Regions from separate parts of the Oryctolagus cuniculus genome. Here regions 1 and 2 are each linked to region 3. The links are chromatin contacts, called in public Hi-C and Micro-C maps. All regions are on one chromosome and are shown on one strand. The core of a region is the stretch at or near the end of the contact, and the rest is flanking DNA. Distances in the headings are between cores, read along the strand shown. Region 1 overlaps LOC108177141 (urea transporter 2). Region 2 has its middle 530 kb from the start of SETBP1. Region 3 holds the start of LOC108177140.

Region 1 (4,578 bases), core at 407-2,906, 750 kb before region 3:
ATTGATTGTCACAAGAATTCATACATTTAAAAACACTTCTACATTTAAAAACACTTGGAGTTATAGCCTGTATCCCAAGTCATCCCTTCTGAAGTGCCCTAAGGGTTTCTACTAATGGTTTTTAGGAGGTTTTTGAACTAAATGTATGATATTGATTGGGAGAGATAATGTACTTGTGAACTAATGTATTCATTCAGTTATTCATTCAAAGACTTCTATTGTGCACTAATTGTACAAGGTACACTTAGTGGGTGGCATAAAGTAGAATTAGAGCTTGCTTTTGCTTTCCAGGAGTATAGTAATTATCATTTATTCTCACAAACATCTGTTTCTTCTAATTTTGTAGGGGTGAGGTGGGCATGTGGTAGGGGTGAATTTACTGCCTGCTTGTGTTGGGAGCAGGGTGTACTGGTAGCTCTGGCTAATCAGTTGTGGAAAAGGTCATGTGTGTTATTTCCAGAGTCACAGGTGTGTCACATTCACTGGTGGTGTGAGACCCTCCAGACCTCTTTTTTATATGAATGGTGATCAACAAAGTGTGAGAAAGTAGCTTCTCTATGAGTTTGTCCCCTGAGTGAGAACCATTAGTAGACCCTCAGCTAATGGACAAGCTGAAGGACTCCATGTGTAAAGCATTCATGAAGACTCCAATGGAAGAAGCAGCAATGGAGCTGGGCTCAGTTTAGGGGGAAAAAGTAGTAATTCAAAGAAAAGTATTCCAGAAACAATTTGAGTCTCTGTCTTGAAGGAGAGTTAATATTCTTATAATGTTGGTAGAGAGTAATTCAGAATGAATCACAGTTTCACTACTACTACCACCACTCTGCTACTAATTGCATGTGCTTACCATCTGTTTGGTTATGTGCTAAGTGGTTAGGCTGAACTATCACCATCAACCTTGGCAGTGCCCCCAGGAGGCAGGGGCTATCTGCATCCCAACTGATTCTGCAGGTGAGGAAGCAGAGGCATCAGGATGTTAATTAACAAGGTCCTATAGCCAGTGGACATCACTGCAGAAACTCAAATCATAGCCTGACCCCAGAGTCCATGCTCTCAGCTATGGGACTGCTCTGCTTCTAAGGCAGGCATCATTGTAGTTGTTGGATGCAGGGGGGAGTCCGGAGCTCTATGTTTTCAGGACTCAGTTTATCTGATGATGCAGTTCTACCCATTGCTGCAGAGTAGGAAGCGAGCCTTTTTCAGGGTGGTGAGCCATACTGGAAGAAGAACCAAGCCAGCTACAAAAGGAATGCATGGAGCCATTAGGGGGCGCCGTTTGCCTTCAGACTACAAGCTTCTGGTTGGTTCTGGTTTTCCAGGATCCTCCTGAGGTCTTTGAATTTGAGAAGGGATTGCAGGAAACAGAGCTCCAACTCCAGAAGTCACAACAACTGAGTTCCATGTCACCAATCCTCTCTGCCCTGGCTCTCCCCACCAGTTTTAATGCTCTTTCCTCTCCCATCTACGGGTTTTAGATATGAAATTTCCACGAGATATTTGACCCTTCAGTTGGGGTTTTAAAAGCCAGCCAGAAGTAGTTTCCAGCTGCAATTTTTGAACAGACTCCAGCTAGACAGATGTAACTCCTCATCTGGGCCTCCTCATTTACCCCAGAATAACTCACCACCATCACTTTCGCCTCCATAACTTGGCATATGCTCTTCTCTGCTGATCTGATTCATACTTGCATATCAAATGCAGCTCTCAACTTTGAGCTCTGCAGGCTGTCTCATTGCTGGCCCAAACAATTTCCTACCTTTCAAACAGACCCTAAGCTCCTTCAGGGCAGGCATTGTGTTTTCTGCTTCGGTCATAGTGCTTCATGCTTTCCTGGGGATGTGTCAGGGGCTCAGTAAAGGCATTGCTGTCTCAAGCTTACTTTTTTTTTTTTTTTTTTTTTTTTTTGACAGGCAGAGTGGACAGTGAGAGAGAGAGACAGAGAGAGAAAGGTCTTCCTTTGCCGTTGGTTCACCCTCCAATGGCCGCCGCTGCAGCCGGCGCACCGCGCTGATCCGATGGCAGGAGCCAGGATCCAGGTGCTTTTCCTGGTCTCCCATGGGGTGCAGGGCCCAAGCACCTGGGTCATCCTCCACTACACTCCCTGGCCACAGCAGAGAGCTGGCCTGGAAGAGGGGCAACCGGGACAGAATCTGGCGCCCCAACCGGGACTAGAACCCGGTGTGCCGGCGCCGCAAGGTGGAGGATTAGCCTATTGAGCCACGGTGCCGGCCTTCAAGCTTACTTTATTTTCATCCTTTCTGATGTCCTTTTCTGTGCCCCCCTTAGAATACCATGACATCTGTATTGTCTTATCCGAACCCCTGTTCCTTTCAGAACCATGTTTTTTGAAGACTTAAATCAGTCCTCATTTCAAATCATGGCTCCATAATGTTCTAGCCGAGACATCTTGGATAAGTCACATACCCTCAGTTCCTTCATCTGATAAATGAGAATAAAGTGGTGGCAACTGTATTTTAGTATGTGAGGATTAATGATACATAAAACATCCAGCAACTGACACATATTAGATTCTTTATGGATCAAATTCTGGGCTTTCCCTCTATTTTGTTTTCAAGCCTCATTGGCAACAACCTGGTTGTTCCTTATCTTTGAAATCTACCTCCCTCTGCTCCTGCTAAGTTCCTTGCTTTGCTTGTCTGAACCCAGTGTCTTAGTTCCCTGGGAAGCAGGCCTGAAGTGTGTTTCTTCGGAAGGCTGTGACCCAGAGGCAAACACCTTCCTGTGGCCCAGCTCCAGCCATGTGCAGTCCCATCATTCCTGCACACTTGGAAATGTTATCAAGTTGCAGAGAATTTGGTAGCACTAATCAAACATTTGCTGTGCACCACCTGGAACTGGTGTGTACTTTAAGATAATGTCTGGCTTCAGATTGGATGCTGGTGATTAGAGCAGTAAATTAGCCCCACTTCGTGGTTGCAGGTTTTCTTGGCCCACTTATTGCATCGGAGCAGATTTCAGTGTGCAGATGTTTTTCAGCTTCCCTTTTCATCTCCAAGGAGAACAATTACAATATCCTGATGTTCTCCTGCCATCCAATTATTCCCATTTTGCCTCTGCATTTAGCTCATTGATAATAAAAGGCAGGAGAAGCCTGAAATCCCCCTGTGCATCTTTGCTTGAAGGTGCTGTCATGCTGGTGACCTGTGTGTGGTTTGCAGCTGAGTGGTCACACTGAAGTCAGAGGGAGCCTTCACTTAATTGAGGGCAATTGGCCCTTTGGGTTCACATCCACATGCCTGTCTCTCTGCAATGCTCACACAGGAACACACCCTCCTGGGTCTTCAGGTTCCTGTGGTTTTCCACTTGCAATAAAAGATGCAAGACAGGTCAACATAGGGCAATACAAGGGGGCAGTTGCTGGGCGCTGGGGGATGGGAGGTGGGAGGGACATAGCACCTTGTGTGTGTGTGTGTGTGTGTGTGTGTGGAGGGGTTGTTGGCCACATACCACCCAGCAGAGGGCAGCAGTGTCTAACAGTCTACCTTAACTCCCTCCTTTAATTCTGAGACTGTCTGGGGCAGGGTGGGGGTGACTTTAGGTGACCCCTGGTAACCCCAAGAAAGTGGAGGATGTTTCACTTGTGCATGGGTGGGATGGTTCCCACGGAGGAACATAGACAATTCTAGAGCCAAGAAGCCTTTTGGAGAGCAAAGGTCTGATTCATATCATAGCAAGAGAATTTGTTCATGGTCATCTAGACTGGTCCTAGGAAGGCATTTTTCAGGATGCTGCTTGCTCTTCACTTTGAAGGTGAAAAAACCAAGGTGGCATGTAACAGCCAGCAGAGGAAAAGATCTGTGTGGCTTCCTCATACTTTTACCCCTCCTTTGAGTGCAGTGTAGTTGGTCCTAGTCACTTAAGACAAACTGCAAAGGCTTCTAGTCTCAGCTTTCTCCTTTTCAAACAAATGCAGTTTATCTCCAGTTTTCATTTGCCTGTGAATTGCCTATGCTAGATGTCTTGCTTCTAAAAAATAATTCCTTTCTTCCTCCTTGCTTAACCCTGTAACTTCTCGTGGCTTTCTAACCTTGCTCATTTTCTGGGGATTTACCCTTGTTATTGGTCTTTCTCCTCAAATCCATCCTGAGAACGAATCTCAGATTAACCTCACTCATCCTTCTCACCTCCCACCACTGTCTGAGTTCCCTGTGGGCTGCAGGGACCAGAGAGAAGGAAGTCAGTGGGTTCAGAAGTATAGGAAACAAAAGAAGTCTGGGTAAATAGAGCCCAGGGAAGTCACCCAAGGCTACTTTTCAAATTGCTGTCCTGTAAATAGGAGAATAGCTTAGAAATTTTGAAGCATGGAACAACCTGAGACCTGATTAAGCCTGTGTGGCGGGTCTAAATGGGGTCCAGAACATCAAGAGAGTATGAACACTCAGAGGTACATGAGAGGAAGCACAGGGAAAAAGGAACCAGAGGAAGCAGGGGATCGCAGGAGTCTAACAACTCTTAATCTTGCCTCTAGGGAAGCTGTAGAAACGATTCGCCTTTGGCTGAAGATTCCAGATGGAAAATACCTAGAGTTAATATGTTTTAGTATAAAATATGCCGATT
Region 2 (4,211 bases), core at 459-2,958, 530 kb after region 3:
CAACCCTCAATCTCAATTTTTTTCTCACTGCCTAGGACATGCAGAGCACAAAGCACCCTGCAAACATTTCAATGTCGTTGATTGACATTTAGATCAAACTTAATGTTGTCTTTTCAAAACCCTGGCATCTCTGCCCGGAACCTTGCATCACTGAGGTTTTTTTTTTTTCTATTTTCTTTTCATTACTTATTCTTTCTCTCTCTCTTTAAAAGTAACTTCGCTGAACCCTGTAGTTTAAATATCTTGTAGCTCACTTCTTTCTTGTCTAAAAGCTGGATAGCTTGTGAGTTTTGGTTTAGTTTCTGAAAATTGGGCCACTGATGAGGAAGCAATTCCTGACAGCAGCATGCAGCTCTCTGTCATTTTCTCTGACGACTTTGCCCACATTTGAGTGTCCTTTAGCAAAATGACTGGAATAAGTGGTGCATTTTCCAGAACACTTTCTTCTATCTTGTGCATCAGCAGAAAATCACAGCAGTGGTCTCGGTGGACAATGGTAAAAACAAGACAGAAACTGCTATTATAAATGCGAAAAGTCAATTTGAATGTCAGCAGCTGAGGTAAGGGAGGCACTCTGAAAGGAGCTGTAGTCTGTCTTGCTCATGCTTAAAGCCTCATAGGCCAGCCACGTTTAAGCATATTAGAGGAAGTGATTTCCATTGTACTTGGCTCCGGGGATTCTTGGCTTCCTATGGGGACCATGTCCTTGTGGCTGGGAGTATACACTGCCCTCAAATACAAAGTTCATTGAGCAAAAGTTAATTACTAAAACCAATCTGGGAAGTGTCATTTGCTTTTAGAGATTGTTTGCTCGTGAATCTACAAGCATGAGCCTGTTATTCATGGAAACCTTGAAAGGGATTGATTTTAAACAACTTGTTATTTGGGATAATCTCTCTTTCTCTATAGATATTCTCTAACAAATCCACATATTTTTTCTAAACAGTTTTACAGATGTTGATGTACTAATAAAAATTATTTAATTAAAGGGTACAATTTTGAATAACTTGGTACATCTCAGAGTTTAAATATGCTAAAAAGATTGTAAATTTCCAAGGAGGACATATAATATATAGTTTGTATAACAACGAAAAGACATTTGATCATGGATTCTTGTATTTTTAATTTAATTTCAAAAAGTATATGCACTTACAGTACAAATTCAAACAATGTTGCATAATATAAGAGAAAAAGTAAAATTCTTCCTAAATTATTGCTTGTCTTGTAAACAAACCCTTCTTCCCAGAAATAACTTCAGTTAAAAATGTGGTGTGTTTCCCTTCCAAGTTTTGTTTCTGTTTTAGATACTGACAAAGTGCCCTCGCAAGGGATCTTTTTGCCAGTTCTCCCAGTAGTAGCATAACATAGTACTTGTTTTCCTTTGTACTTGTGGAGTCAGACATCATCAATTGCTTACAGTTTTTGAGGAATCTTATATATAGAAAAACTTCTTTCATATGGCAATTCTAAATTAGTTAATGATTTTTTACAGTGAAACATTATGGTGAACATAAATATCTATCCATAAAGGAATAGTTAATTAAATTATAGATACATTTGTGCTTTGCAGTGATTAAAAAAACATACAGGGGCCGGTGCTGTGGTGCAGCCATTTAAACCGCCACCTGCAGCGCCAGCATCTCATGTGGGCGCCAGTTGGAGACCCAGTTGCTCCACTTCCAATCCAGTTCTCTGCTATGGCCTGGGACAGTAATAGAAGATGGCCCATGTCCTTGGGCCCCTGCACCTGCATTAGAGACCTGGAAGAAGATCCTGGTTCCTGGCTTCATTTCTGCAGAGCTCCTGCCGTTGAGGCCAGTTGGGGAGTGAATCAGCGGATGGAAGACCTCTTTCTCTCTGCCTCTCCTTCTGTCTCTGTGTAACTCTGACTTTCAAATAAAAGAAAAATCTCAAAAAAAAAAAAATACAAAATTTAAATGTGCAGAGATAAAATGACCTCAAGGAAAAAGATTCCTGTGACCCACTATAAAAGAAAAAAAGCAAAAAGCAAATTATTTTCTCTTAGAAAAATCAGAGCAATGATCTTCAAAACAAATTCATGAATCTCAGTTGCATGCAGTATGCTTACATGCATATTCATTAGTAGACAAAAGCCCAGTGTATATATCTCATATTTTAAAAAGTGAATTCTTTTGTAGAGGAAATCGAATTTATGATTTTTGGATGATTAAGTACACCTTCTATAATTGAACTAATGCAAAAACATCAATATTACATTTAACTGCTCTCCTACTTTTAGTGTCTCTGTTACCAAATAAGTTATATCTAACAGTCTTAACCTTAACACTTCTTGGTCTATAAATTGCTTTTGTTATGATGATTGGAATTATTACAGAAGCCTGAGTAATACTGCCCAACCCTATGGAAATTCAGAATTTGGGGTTCTAATTCATGGATATTCTGCACTAAAGAGAGCATGTATTCACGCTTTGCATTCAATTTTCTACAAAACTCTAAAATTTTTGAAACAAGAAGTTGAAGAATCAAGACTCATGGTTCAAAATATAGGATTATTCAGTAAGTGCATTCACAATTTTGTCATCTCAGTAAAGATTATGGAAAATCCTCATTTCCACTTACATTTTCTTTAAAGCTTGAGACTTTTATTTTCACTTATGTTCACTTAAAAAACTTATTTAATCTTCACAAAAGTACTTTAGAGTTATACATTGAGCAACTGAGTTCTAGAAAATTGTCTTTGTTCACAGCAATGATTGGTAAAGTAAATATTTAAACACAGTTATTTACCTGCTATTTATCTCTTTATCTATTTCATTGAATATTTGTCTATACATCTGTAAAACTGCAGTTCCCACATGCATTGACTGATTCTGTTATCTCCTACTTTTGTCCTTGGAAAATGCTACATCTGACTTTTGTCCATGGAACGTGTAAACATTTTTAATCAATTTTTCAGTCCGTATTTATTGATTTAAAGTAAGAATGATTGGGACTGGCGCTGTGGCACAGCGGGTTAAAGCCCTGGCCTGAAACACCAGTCTCCCATACGGGCACCAGTTCTAAACCTGGCTGGTCCTCTTCCGATCCAGCTCTCTTCTATGGCCTGGGAAAGCAGTGGAAGATAACCCAAGTCCTTGGGCCCCTGCACCCACATGGGAGACCTGGAGGAGGCTCCTGGCTCCTGGCTTTGGATTGGCTCAGCTTCAGCTGTTGCGGCTATCTGGGGAGTGAACCATCGGATGGAAGACCTCTCTCTCTGTCTCTCCCTCTCTCTGTAATTCTGTCTTTCAAATAAATAAAATAAATCTTCAAAAAAAAGAAAAAAGGACTCATTCACTATTTTCACCTGTGGCCTGGCTTCCCCTTTTCAGTAGAATGTTTTGGAGATTCTTCCATATTCTTTTTTTTTTTTTTTTTTTTTTTTTTGACAGGCAGTTAGACAGTGAGGGAGAGACACAGAGAAAGGTCTTTCTTCTGTTGGTTCACCACCCCCAAATGGCCACTATGGCTGGCACGCTGCACCGATCCAAGGCCAGGAGCCAGGTGCTTCCTCCTGGTCTCCCATGCGGGTGCAGGGCCCAAGCACTTGGGCCATCCTCCACTGCCTTCCCAGGCTACAGCAGAGAGCTGGACTGGAAGAGGAGCAACTGGGACAGAATCCGGTGCCCCAACCAGGACTAGGACCCGGAGTGCCAGCGCTGCAGGTGGAGGATTAGCCTAGTGAGCTTCGGTGCCGGCCTCATCGATAATCTTTCATGTATTTATAGTTTATTTCTTTTAATTAAATAGGATTCTACTATATGACTATAACGTACTTCGATCTAATACTTCAGATCAGTGCAGCTCTGGCTGTTGTGGCCATCTGGGAAGTGAACCAGCGGATGGAAGACCTCTCTCTGTCTCTACCTCTTTCTGTAGCTCTTTCTTTCAAATAAATAAAATAAATCTTTTTTTTTTTTTAAGTAAGAATGATTACATAGGGGCCGGTATTATGGCATAGGAGGGTGAAGCTACCACCTGTGACAACAGCATCTTGGATGGCCACCCATTCATATACTGACTGCTCCACTTCTTATCCAACTCCCTGTAATCACCTAGGAAAAGAAGAAGATGGTACTAGTTTTTGGTCCTCTGCCACTCACTTAGGAGACCCAGAAGAAGCTCCTGGCTCCTGGCTTTTGCCTGACCCAATCCCAGCCATCTGGGGAGGGAACCAGCAAATGGAAGAT
Region 3 (4,263 bases), core at 1,451-3,950:
TATCTTCTGACACTACACACTCCACCCTAGCCTGCAAATACTCCATGTTCAACAATACTTGATATCTTATTCCCTGCTTGGCCCCCAACTCTCCTTTCTCATTCCCTTTTCTGGAAACAGGCAATGCATTGAATGCACAGTACCTTCAACTTCCCTCTAAAACCTGGGAATCCCAGGTCAGAGCAGAAGAGATAACCTTTCCCTCCCTTCCCCCAGGCAATTAAGGGTGGAAGCCACAGAAATCAGGGAGAAGGGGTGGGAGTGACCTGGGAGTGTAAACTGGGTACATCTTCAAGTGCTACAAACTTTCTCCTCCCTCACATGCCCCTGGCCAGCTGGCCCCGCCTTCCCATCCCAGCCAAACAAAATCCAACTGGGGTGTGTGAAGGAAGCACTCCAGGGCACCCAGGTCTGTCCCAAGTTGCAGAAGTGGCCAGCACAGACAACACCCTTTCTCTCCAAACACCTCATCTCTGCTCCCTGCCCCCACTGAACGCAAACATACCTTGCTAATGCAGAGGAGTCTGGGTCAGGACCCAAGAAATTTACCTGTGAGAACCACAGGAGGGCAAAAAGCATGGGCCCAAGGGGTGTGGGGAATTTTTTTTTTTTTTTTGACAGCTACTCTATGAAATTAGCTTTTAGTACAAACCTACAGCAAAAGAACATAAACAGGATGAAGGGTGAAGGAATGAAAAGGGAAAAGAATGTAAGAGACAAACAAGTAATATCTGTATTTCCTTAGAGACCATAGACTGCAGGCAAACTTTAGGGAGAGAGGTGTGGCTGGGGAGGGGGCAGCAGAAGGTGGCTGGGAAGGAAAAGTCACTTCTAGAATGGCAGGATACCCTGCCCTTGTGGAGGGGAGTTTCTGTGGCCATAAAGAGACACACAAACGGCCCTTTTAGCATTAGACCTCAACCGTGAGATTATCAGGACAGTTTATTTGAAACGGAAACGAATCGGAAATCCTTCCCTCAACAGTCCTTTCAGACTGATAGACACTCAGAATCCCGCACGCACGGACACACATAAAGAACAAAATGCAGCATCCGGAGGCAGTAAGAGCTCCCTTGCCGCACTCTCAGTTCCTCCAGCCTCATCTCCTACTTGCAACGGCACAACTTTCCGATCTCCAATGAAAATATTTCCAGTTGGATCCGATTTCAGAATCGTAGTAAGCGGTGTGGGTGGGGGGAGGATGGGAACTGGTAGTGTGCAGGGGAGGGGGCTGGCAGACGGCATTTCAGCAGTAACTTATTTTTTTAGAACCAGCATGCTCTACCGATCAGAATTTGCAATTACCCAACAATGCTTCCATCACAAACAGACACCCAAACCAGCATCACCGTCATCACCATCTTGCTGAAGATCTGCGCGGTCCAGTTTCCCTGACTTTGTCTCGGTGGAACTTCTCAGACAGTATTTTGGTCGAAGAGATAATGGTTTGAAAGACAAAAACAATAAATCGATACTGAAGGGCTCCCTTTCCGGAGCGATTTCCCCCTGGAAACCACCGAAGGGGGAAGCCTGCCGTTTAATTCCCAAGCCCAGGGCACACAATGCGTGCTTTCAAAAGGGCATTCGTCTGCTTTTAAGGGAATTCCTGTCTTTTCAGAGTCCCCAAACCAGAGAGCACAACAGACTCAAATCCATTGATTAAGGTTTCCGAGAAAAAAGACTAACACACAGCCACGACACAAGCACAAACCAACCTTCGCCGGCTGGACCACTTCTCGCCTGATCTTCTTTCTATTAACGACACGTTAGATTCTGATACATGCCACCCCCCCCCCAAAAAAAATCCAACTAGGCTACAATGTAGCTCTCTAGCTCCACTTAACCTGCAAGTTACAAAGAGAGCAAAAAAAAAAAAAAAAAAAAAAAAAAAAAAATCCTGCCGCCTTCCCACCCCTTTTCCTATGTTCCTACCCCCTCCCCCTCCCGGGTCCGCTCTACCAACGCCAGCCCAAGCAGCCGGCTGCAGGACCGAGGGAGGGTGCAAAGGCGGGGTGGGGGTGGGGGATCAGATTAGGCGAAACTCAATGAGCTCCTAGCCCGACTCTTCCACCATCGCCGCCACCAACGGGCCACTCGGATGGAGCCAGCATCGCTGCCCACCCGCGGGCCGGCCGGAATCGCGCCCCTCCCCGGCAGACTCGCCGGGACCGGCATCCCGCCCCCTCGGCCCCGGCTGCCCCTTCCTGCTCGGTGCAAAGTCAAAGCCCCGGCGAGACCAGGCGAGGCAACGTGAACTTTTGCATGCAGGGCGCGCGCACACACACACACACACACACTCACACACATTCACACACTCACACACACCACCCCGGGCCCGGGCGTGCGGGGGCCCGCGGCGCGGCGGGAGGCTGCGCGCCGGGGCTCCCGGGGCAAGGTCGCCGCGCGTGCTCACCCATGTCCCGGCGGCTCCGGCTCCGCTGGCCCTGGCGCTCGCTCAGATCCCGGCTCCGGTCGCTCGCCGGAGCCCCCAAAGGTGCTGCTGCGGCAACTCCATGGCGATGAGCATCTGTCAAACGGCGAGCCGCGGGGCGGGCCGCCCTCGCTCGGGGGGCTGCGGGGCCCCCGGGCGCGCGGAGGCGGCGGCGAGCGGCGGGCGCCCCGGCCGGCCCCGCGCTTCCCGCCCGGCGCGGCCGCCTCCGCCGCGCCACCGATTTATGGAGAGAGATATCAAGGGGGAAAATGGCGTCTCCGGAGCCCGAGGAGTCCTGGAGTAATCACATTCACACACACACACGCCCGTACGCACACACTCGCTCACACTCGCACACGGGCGCGCGGCGGGCCCGGCTAATTTTAGCAGGAGCCAAAAAAAATTGTATATATATATATAAATATATAAATATATCCCCGTCTCTCCGATCAACGCTATTTCCACCACCTCCCCCCCCCCCCCCTTGTCTTCAAAGGATGGATTGGAGCTTTAAAAATGTTGCTGGGTTTGGGCTCGCAGGAGGCGGCGCGCGGAGGGCGAGGGCGCTTTTGCTGAGCTGTGCAGTTCGGTCCGCGGCGCCCGGCGGCCCTGCCCGCTCTCCGCCCGTCCGCCCGCGGTCGCTAGTGCTGCCGCCGCCGCCGCCGCCGCCGCTCCATGGCCGCGCCCGCCCCGCGCCCCCTTGCCGCCCGCCCGCCCGCGTCCCCGGCGAGAGCTGGAGTGGGGTCGGGCCCGTGTGCCTGCCTCCCGCGCCCTCTCCCGAGTCCCAGAGTCTTGGTGAAAGGAAGGGGGAGGGCGCGGGCGGGGAAGGGGGGGAGGATCGGAGCGGCCGCGCGGCAGAGGCGAGCGGGGACCGCCACCCCGCCGGCCGCCTCGGAGGGGGCGCCGGCGCCCACGCGGCTGGCCCCGCGGGCCCGGGGCCGCTTCTCGGGCGGGAGCCGGTGGAGAGCGAAGAGCGGCCGCTCCCCTCACCTCCCCACCCCCGGGGAATCTCGGTCAATTGGAGGGAGCGGGGTCTAGCCGTGAAGGAGGAGGGAAACAGTTGGTGGCGGCCGATCGGGAGCCCCTCGCCGCACCCCGCGCCCCTAGCGCTCCCCAGCGCCCTCGCGGCCCAGTGGCTTCTGCGCGTCGGAGTCAGCGGCGGAGACTGAGCGGCCGTGGGGAGCGCCTCCGGCTGGGCGCGGGCTGCCGGGCTCAACACCGCCACTGTCTGACACAACAGGGGCAGTGTCGCGGGAGCCGCGCGTCCAGGCGCCGACGTGGTAGGCTCTCTCAACTGGGCGCAGCGTGGTTGCTTTCTTTCTTTTAAGCGGGTCATGAGGCTTCCTTTCCAGGGTTGGTTTTACTTTATTTGTGTATTGTGTTTTAGTAAGCTACTTGTAGGCATCGGGTCCTCGTGTCATTTTTTCTCGTTATCCACCACAGTTAGACTCTTGCAGGAAAGGGCACGGATGGCAACCTCGCAGCTCCCTCCCTGATCCGGGTGGTGGGGATGTCTTTGGTGCTTGGCAAAACGTGGCGGTTACTTTTAGTCTCTGGGCATTTCTGTTGGGGTTACAGAAGGGGCGCTTTTCGGGCCAAGGGAAGAATGGAGAAGCTTAGGGACGCTGTGCACTCCATCAGCTGACTGAGGAAGACTCACAGAGACCTGCAAAGGGCTATGCTTCCAGATCTCCAGGTAGAGGTCACTCCGAACGCAGGCAGCTGAGTTTGACCATGCCTTTCTCTGTGAGAGTTGGGTGAAACTGAGAAATGTTTGGGTGGTGAGTGGGGGGCGGCCCCCTAGCAACCACATCAGCCACTGCCAACCCCGC

Evidence for each region. A called contact is a pair of places that touch in the nucleus more often than the background predicts.
Region 1: a contact with region 3 is called in a Micro-C map of ear pinna, with 4 times the contacts expected there. The contact joins the enhancer-like site here to the promoter of LOC108177140 in region 3. A contact is called at or near these places in 3 of 6 Hi-C or Micro-C datasets (ear pinna, skin fibroblasts and an unstated tissue).
Region 2: a contact with region 3 is called in a Hi-C map of an unstated tissue, with 2.5 times the contacts expected there. The contact joins the enhancer-like site here to the promoter of LOC108177140 in region 3. A contact is called at or near these places in 2 of 6 Hi-C or Micro-C datasets (skin fibroblasts and an unstated tissue).

What each region holds. Positions count from the first base shown.
Region 1 is chr10:31,978,160-31,982,737 of mOryCun1.1, forward strand. The region is part of intron 2 of LOC108177141 (urea transporter 2); the gene reads right to left. The region is part of intron 3 of LOC138844028 (a long non-coding RNA gene); the gene reads left to right. Among named protein-coding and RNA genes, the nearest start is that of SLC14A2, 250 kb to the left of the region's middle. Within about 2 kb of position 1,657, at least 1 of the 8 cell types and tissues checked has an H3K27ac peak or open chromatin away from gene starts, as enhancers often do. A contact at or near this core is called in ear pinna, where this site is marked.
Region 2 is chr10:33,251,188-33,255,398 of mOryCun1.1, forward strand. No RefSeq gene overlaps it. Among named protein-coding and RNA genes, the nearest start is that of SETBP1, 530 kb to the left of the region's middle. Within about 2 kb of position 1,709, at least 1 of the 8 cell types and tissues checked has an H3K27ac peak or open chromatin away from gene starts, as enhancers often do.
Region 3 is chr10:32,723,733-32,727,995 of mOryCun1.1, forward strand. It overlaps LOC108177140, which reads left to right and starts at 2,701. Exons shown (of 2, transcript XM_070050269.1): 1 at 2,701-3,711. The coding sequence starts at 2,701. The coding sequence ends at 3,600. It overlaps SETBP1 (SET binding protein 1), which reads right to left and starts at 2,557. Exons shown (of 6, transcript XM_008261251.4): 1 at 2,414-2,557.